Regions from separate parts of the Zea mays genome. Here region 1 is linked to region 2. The links are chromatin contacts, called in public Hi-C maps. All regions are on one chromosome and are shown on one strand. The core of a region is the stretch at or near the end of the contact, and the rest is flanking DNA. Distances in the headings are between cores, read along the strand shown.

Evidence for each region. A called contact is a pair of places that touch in the nucleus more often than the background predicts.
Region 1: a Hi-C map of tassel shows a contact between it and region 2, with 3 times the contacts expected there. The contact joins the promoter of LOC100278491 here to the promoter of LOC100501293 in region 2. A contact is called at or near these places in 3 of 25 Hi-C or Micro-C datasets (ear, leaf and tassel).

The regions. Positions count from the first base shown.
Region 1 is chr8:139,028,786-139,034,207 of Zm-B73-REFERENCE-NAM-5.0, forward strand. It overlaps LOC100278491, which reads left to right and starts at 3,181. Exons shown (of 1, transcript NM_001151753.2): 1 at 3,181-4,396. The coding sequence starts at 3,219. The coding sequence ends at 4,196. LOC100501664 (putative cytochrome P450 superfamily protein) reads left to right here and starts at 400. Exons shown (of 4, transcript NM_001196342.2): 1 at 400-1,595; 2 at 1,710-1,789; 3 at 1,875-1,967; 4 at 2,078-2,657. The coding sequence starts at 476. The coding sequence ends at 2,491. It overlaps LOC100283640, which reads right to left. Exons shown (of 11, transcript NM_001156541.2): 11 at 4,820-5,422. The coding sequence ends at 5,069.
Region 2 is chr8:138,774,824-138,780,158 of Zm-B73-REFERENCE-NAM-5.0, forward strand. LOC100501293 reads right to left here and starts at 3,076. Exons shown (of 9, transcript NM_001362594.1): 1 at 2,568-3,076; 2 at 1,384-1,916; 3 at 1,163-1,288; 4 at 871-970; 5 at 680-744; 6 at 471-573; 7 at 255-393; 8 at 1-164. The coding sequence starts at 2,990.

The DNA of each region.
Region 1 (5,422 bases), core at 1,931-4,430, 250 kb after region 2:
TATTGGTTCGAGAGACGCTTTTCCACCGGGTCACCTGCATCAGCGGGGAAGGGGAGGCGAGAGTTTCGCTGGCTGGCCAGACCGGCGTGAGCCCGGCGCGGCTGAACCCACCAACCAATTACGTCCAATGTGCACCAGCTAGTACATGTGTACGTGCAAAACACATCGCAGGAAAGGCAGCTGCGCAGTCTTCTCCACTACGCCGCGCCTGCCTTCACAGTACGCCCGCTACACTAATATGCTATGAATATGGACAGGACATTCCAGAGGTAGCTGGGTGGGGGGTGGACAGTGGATCCTCCACCAGCAGCAGTGTCCTAGTCGTCGTGTATCCTGATGGCATCTATTCTACTTGTACTGCCGGGAGGCCGGCCGGAGCTGGTGGCTGCTCCTGTTGCATTGCGATGGCAAGTGGAGTGAGTGATTGCGAATGTGACCGACGACGGGCTCATCTTCTTCTCTTTTACACTAGAGCATGATGCATGGGCAGGAGCTGTCCTATGACTCCTATCCCTCCTCCTTCCTAGCCATGGACGACATGCACCGCCAACTCCAAGCACCACCAGCCTGCCAAAGCCACAGCAGCAGCAGCAGCATCTTCTTTTTCTTTTTCTTAGCAGCGGTCATCATCTACTGCGTCGTGATCATCAGACGATTGATCAAATTCCAAGGGAGGAGGAGGGTGAAGAATGATCATGCAGCAGCAGCAGCAGCACCACCACCACCACCACCACCGAGAAGGGGTAGCCGCTGGTGGTGGTCCGTCGTGGAGACGCTGGCCTTCCTGTCCGCCAACAGCAGCGGCAGGGGCTTCTACCACTTCGTGGAGGCTCGCCACCGCAGGTACGGTCCCGGCCCCTGCTTCCGCACCTCGCTCTTGGGCGCCACCCACGTGTTCGTCTCGTCGGCCGACGCCGCCAGGTCGCTCCTGGGCGCCGAGCCAGCCGGCTTCTCGAAGCGCTACGTGCGCACCGTGGCGGAGCTCCTCGGCGAGCACAGCCTGCTGTGCGCCTCCCACGCCACCCACCGCGCCCTGCGGCGCGCCGTGGCGCCCCTCTTCAACGCGCAGGCCACGGCGTCCCTGGCCGCCACCTTCGACGGCCTCACGCGGAGGCTCATGAAGCGCGACTGGAGCAGCAGCACTGGGGCCGTGGTGGTGCTCGACGCCGCGCTGGACCTAACATTCGAGGCCATCTGCGACATGCTCATCGGGAGGACGCTGCGGCCCGATGCGAGGAGGCGGCTGCAGAGCGACGTGCTGGCCGTGACGCGGGCCATGCTGGCGTTCCCGCTCAGGCTGCCGGGGACCAGGTTCCACGCGGGCCTCCGGGCCAGGAAAAGGATCATGGACGTGCTCAGGCAAGAGATAGGATCAAGACAGAGACAGATCATGGACATGGAGGAGGAGGAGGAGGAGCAGCAGCACGGCGACGACTTTCTGCAGAGCCTTCTTCTTCTCAGGAGTAGGAGGAGGAGGCGGAGCCAGCAGCAACAACACCTTTTACCATCGTCGTCAGCTCATCATAACGACGACGACGACCTCTTCCTCACTGACGACCAGATTCTCGATAACATCTTGACGCTCATCATTGCCGGTACGACAACCTACAAAAAAAATATATAATTTCTTGCTTGCTTGCTTGCTTTTAATTACATGCAGCACGTTCTTCTTCTTCTTACGTATTATTATAAATTAACAACGATAACAGGGCAGGTGACGACAGCGAGCGCAATTACATGGATGGTCAAGTACCTGGCTGACAACAAAGTCTTCCAAGAAACCTTGAGGGTGGGTGGGTCAATAATCATCATCAGTAGTCCACCCACACCAGACCAGATAAATGTCGAATAATCCGAATCTGTTGTTGATGCAGTCAGTTCAGCTGGAGCTGAAGCAGCAGCAGCAGCAGGAGGAGGCAGATCATGATCTCCTCCAACATCTCAACAGCATGGAGCTTGCATACATGGTGTCTGTCCGTCGTCCGATCCACAACATACATATGCATCTCTATCAGCAAGCTGGAAATTAATTAAATGTTATTAATTCTTGCTGCTTATTGCATTAATTTGCATGCAGACGGTTAAAGAATCATTGAGGATGGCGAGCATAGTTTCCTGGTTTCCAAGGGTAGCACTCGAGGACTGCCAGGTCGCAGGGTTCCACATCCACAAGGGGTGGATTGTGAACATTGATGCGAGGGCCCTACACTACGATGCGACGCTCTACCACAACCCCACCATGTTTGATCCTTCAAGATTCAAAGGCGGGCATAGCATGCACACGAAGCAGCCGTACAGCTTCCTGGTGTTTGGAGCAGGCGGGAGAACCTGCCTGGGGATGAACCTCGCCAAAATCATGATGCTCATTTTTCTGCACCACCTTGTTACAACATGGAGATGGGAGATGGCCGACGACGACCCCAGCCTTGAGAAGTGGGCAATGTTTCCCAGGCTCAGAAACGGATGCCCCATTCACCTCGCACGCATATGATGATTAAGCATGCACTAGCTACCAGAGGAAACTAGTATATATCTTCTGTAACCCTAAACCACAATGCAACCACAAAGCACCGATGTGATGTGTACTTTATTTTCACCACCTTATGTATGTAATTGTCTCGCATGTTATATCAAGAGAAGTACTCTATTCCTCTCTCTCTCTTATGGAGCTCTTGTCGGTTTAGGCTATTAAAGAGCTTAATTGATAGATTTCTCTATTTACAATGACTTGACGAATCGTACATTCATATTGATTTGAGAGATTTTCATATAAACGATTCTCATACAAATAGGTTGAGAAGCAAAGCCCGATTCTAACCCCATAAGGTCTTGTTCGTTGTGCCGGATTGATGAGTCGGAACGATTCCTAACCGAATTGATTCTCTAATTTATATAAATTTTAATTAGGGCATGTTTGGTTAGCTCTCAATCCATGTGGATTGAGTGAGATTGGATGAGTTTGAATCTCAAATAAGTCAAACTTCTTCTCAATTTTTTCCAATCCCATCTAATCCATGTGTTTTGGAAATAACCGAACAAGCCCTTAACTGGAACAATTCCGGATGCGATCCGACACAAACGATCAAGGCCTAAAACTCGATCAAACAGTGGCGGGTCCCGCCCTGCACTCAACTGCGGTGACTTCACTCTTGTCCTGCCACGTCCCGCCCCGTCCCGTCGCCCGTGGCCGCCCCAGCTGCCGCGTGCCGCCCGTTTCCATGGCTATGGAGGGGAGCGGCGGCAGCCAGAGCCAGCTGATCCATCCGGCCGTGGACGAGGCAGCCCTGGCCGTCACCAAGAGAGAGCGCAAGAGAAGCAGGTACCTCTCCCCTCCCTATACCGACACAGGCGTCCTCCAAGAAAAGAAGGCCGCCGGCAGCCAGAAGCAGCGAGAGGAGGGGCAACCCCATGTCTCCGGCGCGGAGGTGCTCCCCACTCTCCGAGCCTCAGCGCTCGGGCAGGGTAAGGGGATGGAAGCGGCAGCCCTCCGTTTCATGGCCATGGATAGCAGGAACAGGAACAGCATTTTCGTCGACGACCATCCCGATTCCCATGCTGCCGCGGGCGGTGCCTCCCAAGACGATGGTGTCAGCAAGCCTCCATCAGCTGCTGGTGTTGGCCGCAAGATGATGCTCAACCTTAATGCAGGCCCAGACGACGGATCGTCCTTGGCCAAGAAGAGGAAGAGAAAGACGATGAAGACCGTTGGGCAGCACAGCTATGTCGGGAATCCTGTGGCACTTGTGCTGGACTTGGCAGAGGGAACTCCGCTGCCCTCCAGGGAGGACCTCCTCTCCACTTTCAGCAGGTTTGGCTTTGTGATCGACTCCGAGACCAGCATCACCCAAGACAAGAACAAGCACACCGCGCGCGTGGTGTTCGCCACCAGGGCTCAAGCAGAGAGCGCCTTGAGCTGTGCCGCGACTCTTGGCGGCGCATTTGCAGCACCGAGCGTCCAGGATCTCCCTCCCATCACGCCTCTTCCAAAGCTCCCTCTCACAGATATTAGGAACAATCTTGGGAAGATGATCTTGTCCTTGTCGTCTAAAGCCAAGTCACCTCAAGAAGCGAATGCAAAGCCGGCCGTGGACAGTCTCAGTCTTGTGGGAGAAATGCAACATCTTCTTGCCAAGGTTGACAAGGTGCTGCAAGCGCAGCGTGCATCTGCTACAGATCATCATGCAATCCACCACTGACCAGTCTGTATGGTTAGGATGCATCTAGGTCGTTCAGCTACTGACCCATGTTCCTTGTAGCTGCTGATCGTCAGTCTTTTGTAAATGGATCCTGAAATCCACCAGTTCAGCGGCTGGTTTCTCTCCCCATGCATTTGTGTAAATGGTAGACCTACATGCATCGCTGCTCTATCTAGTGGTACTCCGCACTAGCATCCTTTATCATCCTCTGTCAGGGTAATGTTCCTTTGCTGGTGGTATCCCACCTTTGACCTGAGACAACAACAATAATTGGAATCCTGTCATAAGTTTACACTTTGTACTCCAAAACAAAACAAAACAAAACAAAAAAGAAATATCCAACTGAATTTGAACGATGACAAGGGTCTGGGGAGATCATGAACTGACGAAAACAATCCATGTGTACGCCGCCATTCATTCTCATCCCTGGCAAACGCAGGAAATAGCCCCTGGAGAACACCTGAATGGATTCATTCTCATTCTTGGCAGACCCTGAAAAAACAACACCTGAATGGAATAAAGCGAGACAGCAACAAGAAAACAAACGACCATCTCCATTTGGTCCATTGCGATTGCTAGTCATCACAAGATCAAGATCAAAATACAACAATTCACAAGCACACTTTTTAAGCACCCTCAATCGAACAGCCAAAAAAATATTATTGATATGTTCTCCTGTGTACAAGTAGCATTAATCTAAATGCAGAAACTATCTGCTACTTATTGCATTATTACGGGTACCCATCGGCGTGGTTGCCCCGCTGTTCTGATACAGACGTTATTCAGAGATGTATGACAAACCCCCCAGATGTACTAGAGATCCTGAATCTCTCTTAGATTGCTTCCCAGTTCTTAGCTGGTCTTGGTTTCACTTAGGCCGCCACTGATTGTTCTTGGATCTCACTGCGTCCAGCATCGCTTGCAGTAGCACCATTAACAGGAACCTCAGTCACAGCATCCGATGCACTTGAACCATTCACCTGCATCTCACCAGCTGCCTCAGAGGCATCGCTGGAGGGCTGCTTTGGAAGGGCCTTTGGTTGACGTATGGCAGCTGCTGCTTCTGGCATCGCAACACCTGGAGGCTGAGGGGGCACCCAGCGGCGCTGCGGTGGCGGTCTTTCCTCAACCCCAGTGTTGTAAGTCAAAGGCCTAGGTTCATCCGCTTGAAAATCAGGGGCCTTTCCATTCTGGTGATAGGAAGGAGCATAGCTGTCCTGGGCATC
Region 2 (5,335 bases), core at 1,826-4,325:
CTTCACAATCTTCTGTGCCCTTAGAGTCCGACCACCACGGCTTCTTTCCCTTATAGAAGACTGGCTATCATATGCCCCAAGCAAACAAGTCTTGCAAAAGTTGTGGGCACATGGAGTCGTAAGTGGTTCTTTAATCACCGCCCGGCATATCGAACAAGCAAATTCTGCAGGAACAGGGAACACCATGCTTTCACAAAAATATCATAAAATGAACCCAAGAGTTAAATAATAAATCAAATCGGAAGAGCATGAACCTTTAAGCAGCCTTTCAGCAACAGACAAATGAACACGCTTTGTTGCTCTACGGATTTGCTTGTCGGTCTCAGGATCCCCAGATAGAACAGGCTTCCTGCTGACTGGCGGAGGCACCACCCATTTCCAGCCATCTTTATCCTATCACAATGAATACAAATCATCCATATTCCATAACATATTATGGTAACACTGAAAGAAGAAACAGATGTACATACATCATAATCCCATGAAGGGCGCCCTTTCCTCTCTGTTATATCAGTTGCACCTTGCAGCTCCTTTATCTTTGGCAATGGTCTTGGACGGTCACCGTGATCGTCACTAAAAAGCACAGTACAGATGTCAGCAGGAAGATCACACATTTTTTTCTTTAAGGTCAAGAACTAATCTAGCAGTGACAGTGATGACACGAAGTGTTTTGTCCAACCTGGTCCAAGGAGCTGGTTCATTGTCACAGCGTACAAAGAGATACCTGCAGACCTTGAACTTACCCTATGGCAAAGAAAAAGACAGAAGAGTAAATACATATCAACATGTTTGCCCACTGTTAGCTAATAAGTAGCTGCATAATATGCAAGCATAGATACACGTGCAATCTGAATACATGAACCAAGTTACCTGAATACCAATCTTCCTCCAGCACTTCTCAATCCTGTAAACCCCGTCGTACCTCACACCAGATTCAGGAGCATATGAGGACCGCTTCTCTTTGTGCGACCTTTTAAGACAATATAGTGAGACAAAGGTCCAGCAATTGGAGGACACGAAGCATATATAGACGACTGTCAAAACACCCAAGAACATCAATATTTAAGAATTCCAGAAACAAGCAAATAGACAAGGAAAGACAACACAGGAAACATGGCAAACCTCGCTGTTTTATGTGTAAATATGGCAAAAGAAAGTATACCGTACAACCCTAACAGGGTAGCCCTTTAAGCAACTAATGCGTAAAGCAGCATTCAGCTTCTCAAATTTCTGATCAGATGACTGTTCCTTGTTTGTCCGCTTGTTACCACTTAGATCCCTCCCACCGCTGCATTAGATATAATTTTCCAGACATTTCAACCAGGAGAATACATGTAGGATCAATCATGAAAAAGAGAACAGCAAGTAATTAAATTAGTAAACCTTCCGGTGTAAAGAAACCACTCTCCATGGTCTTCATCATCTTCATACCCTCCTGAGAGGGCTACTGATTGAGCACCATGCGTAGACTGGCCAGCAATGCCAGCCACATGAGGAAAGTGAGCACCCCATTGCCTGCACTCAAGTCGGTCTTCCCATGTTTCCCCGACTCGAACACCCATATTCCTGCGGGGGTCATTTTCTGCAAGAATGGGGCCAAAATGATCAGGTGCAATAGTCACAAAGATCTGGCCACTTGATGCGTTTGCTTTTCCAGCCCTCTTAGCCCTGTCAGTTGTAAAGGCCTTATCAGGCCTATCATCATTTCGTAGATAGTGATATGGAACTGCTGAGCCAGCAGAGTTAGGATTCTTTGAAATCTTAGCCATCCTGATAACTTCGACTAGTGCGGAGTTGATTCTTGGCTGCTCAGCCATTTTGGCCGGGATCTGCGCCCGACATTTCCCACACGTCCTCTTCTGATTTTGAATCCACTTCTGGAAGCATTTCAAGCAGAAGTTATGGCCACAGGGTGTCTGCAAAAGAAAAGAATATATGGATTAGGACTGGCATAAACAATTATTGAGTGAAATGGTTATTCATCTCCTAAAGAGATTAACAGTATGTTACCAACTAAAGTACAGCAAAACAATAAGGGCTGGTTTGGTGACAAGGAAATTGGAGGGGATCCATGGGGAGGTAATCCCTTGCTATTCAATTTTAAATAGCAAGAGATTTCCCCCTCATGGATTACCTCCAATTCCCTTGTCACTAAACCAGTCTTAAATGGTTTTGTTGAGAACAATCAGGCAAACAGCTTACATACAGACAGTGCATGATCCGTGGTATCTGGTAAGTTTGAGTAAATCAAATCTTCCCGGTGAAGGAACATAGCGAATAAACGTTATGCAGGTACTTCCAGAACGGTAAAAAAAATCCGATCGGAAAACAAGGATATACTCGCTCCATCCCAAAATAACTGTCACTACGTTACCCACGCTAGTCAAGATTTTTTGAGTTTGACTAAATTTGTAACCTCCCCCTCCCCCCCCCCCCCCCCCCCCCCCCGGCACTGGGACTAAAGAAAGAAGTGTACGAATACAGGTTCAATTAAGAAGGAAGTAAGCAAGGAAAGTCCACAAGCCAATTCGGCGGTTGCTGTTAGATGGGGAGAGAGGAAACGTTACCGTGACGGGTCGTTCAGGGAGCTTCATGCAGAAAACGCAGCTGAAGTTCTTGCCGACGATCTCAAGGGCATCGTCGGACGCTTCGTCGTCATCGTCGTCCGCGCCGTCGGGGGCGTCGCCGGTGAGGAGGGCCTGGCGGCGGCGCGCCTTCTCCTGGTCGGAGAGTGTGTGGTCAGCCTCGATGGCGCGGATGGCGGCGACCAGGGTGTTGGCGGGGCCCGAGGGAGCGGCGACGGCAGCGGAGTCGGGGGAGCAGTCGGGGCAGCTCCAGCTGGCGGCGTCGGCGAGGGCGGGGGGCTTGGAGAGGCACGGAGAGTGCCAGGGCGTGGTGCAGGTGGAGCAGGTGAGGAGGTCGACCTCCGGCGGGGATGCGACGCGGCAGACCATACAGACGCCATCGCCGTCGCAGGGGAGGTCCGGCATGGCGGTTGCGAGTGGGATGGTCTGGGGGCTAGGGTTTCGAGGTCGGTCGGAACTGGAAATGGTGGCGGATTGGCGGGGAGAGGAAATGACGGCGGAGGCCGGAGTGGGGTTTTGGATGGTGGGGTAGTAGTCAGTCGAAGCGGCGGGTTCAAATTTTGGGTTTGCCGCTGGCCGGGCGGGGGGAGGGCAGGCACGGCCACCACTCTCCTTCCCAGACCAGTTTCCCCCCATGGCGCCACTTTCGCCGGGAAGAGGTGGAACGGGTGGGGTACAGATTCCTTTTACGGCCGGGGCCCACAGATCGGTGACTGAAAAGTTGGATCCCTGAACGTGAATCAAGGCTTTCCGGAAGTGAGCGCCAATGGGAAGATACCATATGGACATCAGGACATGGCAAGTGGGCGGCTCCGATGGAGTGACGCATTTGCCCATACTTCCGATTCTAGCGTCTGTTGGGAAGCGAACGCAGTTTTTTTAGAGCAACTCCAATAGTTATGTAAATTTTAGCTCTCTAAATCATAGATTTAAGAAGTTGCTAAATGGCTTTTGGAGTAAAAAAATGTGAGTTCTCCAATAGTTCTCTAAATATAGGTTGTAATTTTGTTTTGTATCTATCCACATAAAAAATAAGTCACAAAAACTATATAATGCAGTCAATATTTTTGTTTAGGGAGTTGTTAAATGGTTGCCAAATGTAGAGAGAAAATGAGGTTAGATGACAAGTTGTTAAATTTAGAAAGTTCATTTAGAGAACTGTTGGAGAATAGTTTTTATGTTAACTACCTAAATTATTGATTTAGGAAGTCTTTTAGAGAACTATTGGAGTTGCTCTTAATTAGTTACTATTCCTATTTCTAATTTCTAGAAACTGATTTATGAAGAAAAAAGTCCGAGGATGTTAATTAGTAACATATTTTTCCTGTATTTTTAAAAAGCGGTGCCAATAGATATAAATTTCATGAAACCAACGAAGACATAGTGTGATGAAATAAACAAAAGCTGGTTTTAGTTAGGGGATAGTAACTTCTTGATTTTAGAAAAACTGGATTATAAACTAGTATGTTTAGGACCGCTATAGTTTCTATAAAGCAGTTTCTTAAGACTTTGTGCTTCCAAACAAACCATTATTTGATTTGATCGATTCGTTCCTGTGTACCTTTGATGAAAACTCAACATATCAGGGTGCTTGTGTTGCTACCGGTAATTGGTCAAGCAACAGCTGATCTCAGTTTCGCATAGACTCAAATGATCTATTGCTACCAGTAATTGGTCAAGCAACAGCGCTCATCTCACTTTCTTAGAGAGACTCGGATGCATTTCTCGGCAAAGCACCAAAGAAGAGAAGAAAGTAGTAGATTAAGGTAACAAGAACAATGGTTCATGTTTTCTCTCTCCTTTCTCTAGCCAACTAAACCTTTATATATAGAGAGAGAGAGTTGCTAGTTTGCTACACATAGCACTGGTCTGTTGTGCTATAAACGGTCACAGCCGCACGATGGAGCAGTCGATGGCTGGATGTAGATTAGCCTCCCGCCGCTGCCGCAGATTGCGCGGGGCCCATGATCTCACAAATCCGTTAACAAGTAAAACAGCACCGTTCCCAACCAAATATCCGTCTGGCTGCGCTTTTCATCCGCTCTGTTTGCGATCGTTGTTTCCTCTTCTCTGCAGCCATGGCAACTGAGGCAGCGGAGGAACATCCAGGCGTGGTGCAGCATCCACTCCATGGAAGCCGGTGAAGGTGTAGCACAGCAGGATCATATCAATATGGCGCATCCACAATAAGGTAAGCCTAGTCCAGTTGTTGATTCAGTCCTCTGTTTTTAAGCAGTCTTTGTAGGGTCCGTAAAAAAATTCTTCTAGGTTTAGTCCCACACCCGTATATAATTATATATATTGTTTCTGTAAGGTTGCAGATTTCAGCGTTACTACTTGAGCCTGTTACTACTTGAGACTATCAATTTGATATTTCTTTTTAATAGGACTGAACATGGCCAGCACGGTTGATGGCAACGACGACATAATTGATCCACACGAGCATTTACAGTGGACTCCATTTGTGGGAAAAGAATTTTCTTCACAGAACGAAGCAAAGAGATTCTATAATAAATATGCCTTCAATAAAGGGTTTAGTATTCGTGCCACTACACATACAACATCGAAATCAGGGGTAATCACATCTAGATTGTGGTTTTGCTCCAAGGCAGGATTTTCTAAAGGTGTCAAGGAAGCTGTAAAATTAATGCAGACTACAGGAAATCAACAAAGCCCCAAAAGGAGGTTGCTCTCACCCGAACCGGTTGCAAAGCACGTCTTAGAGTGGCATTGGAGGATGGAGTGTGGCG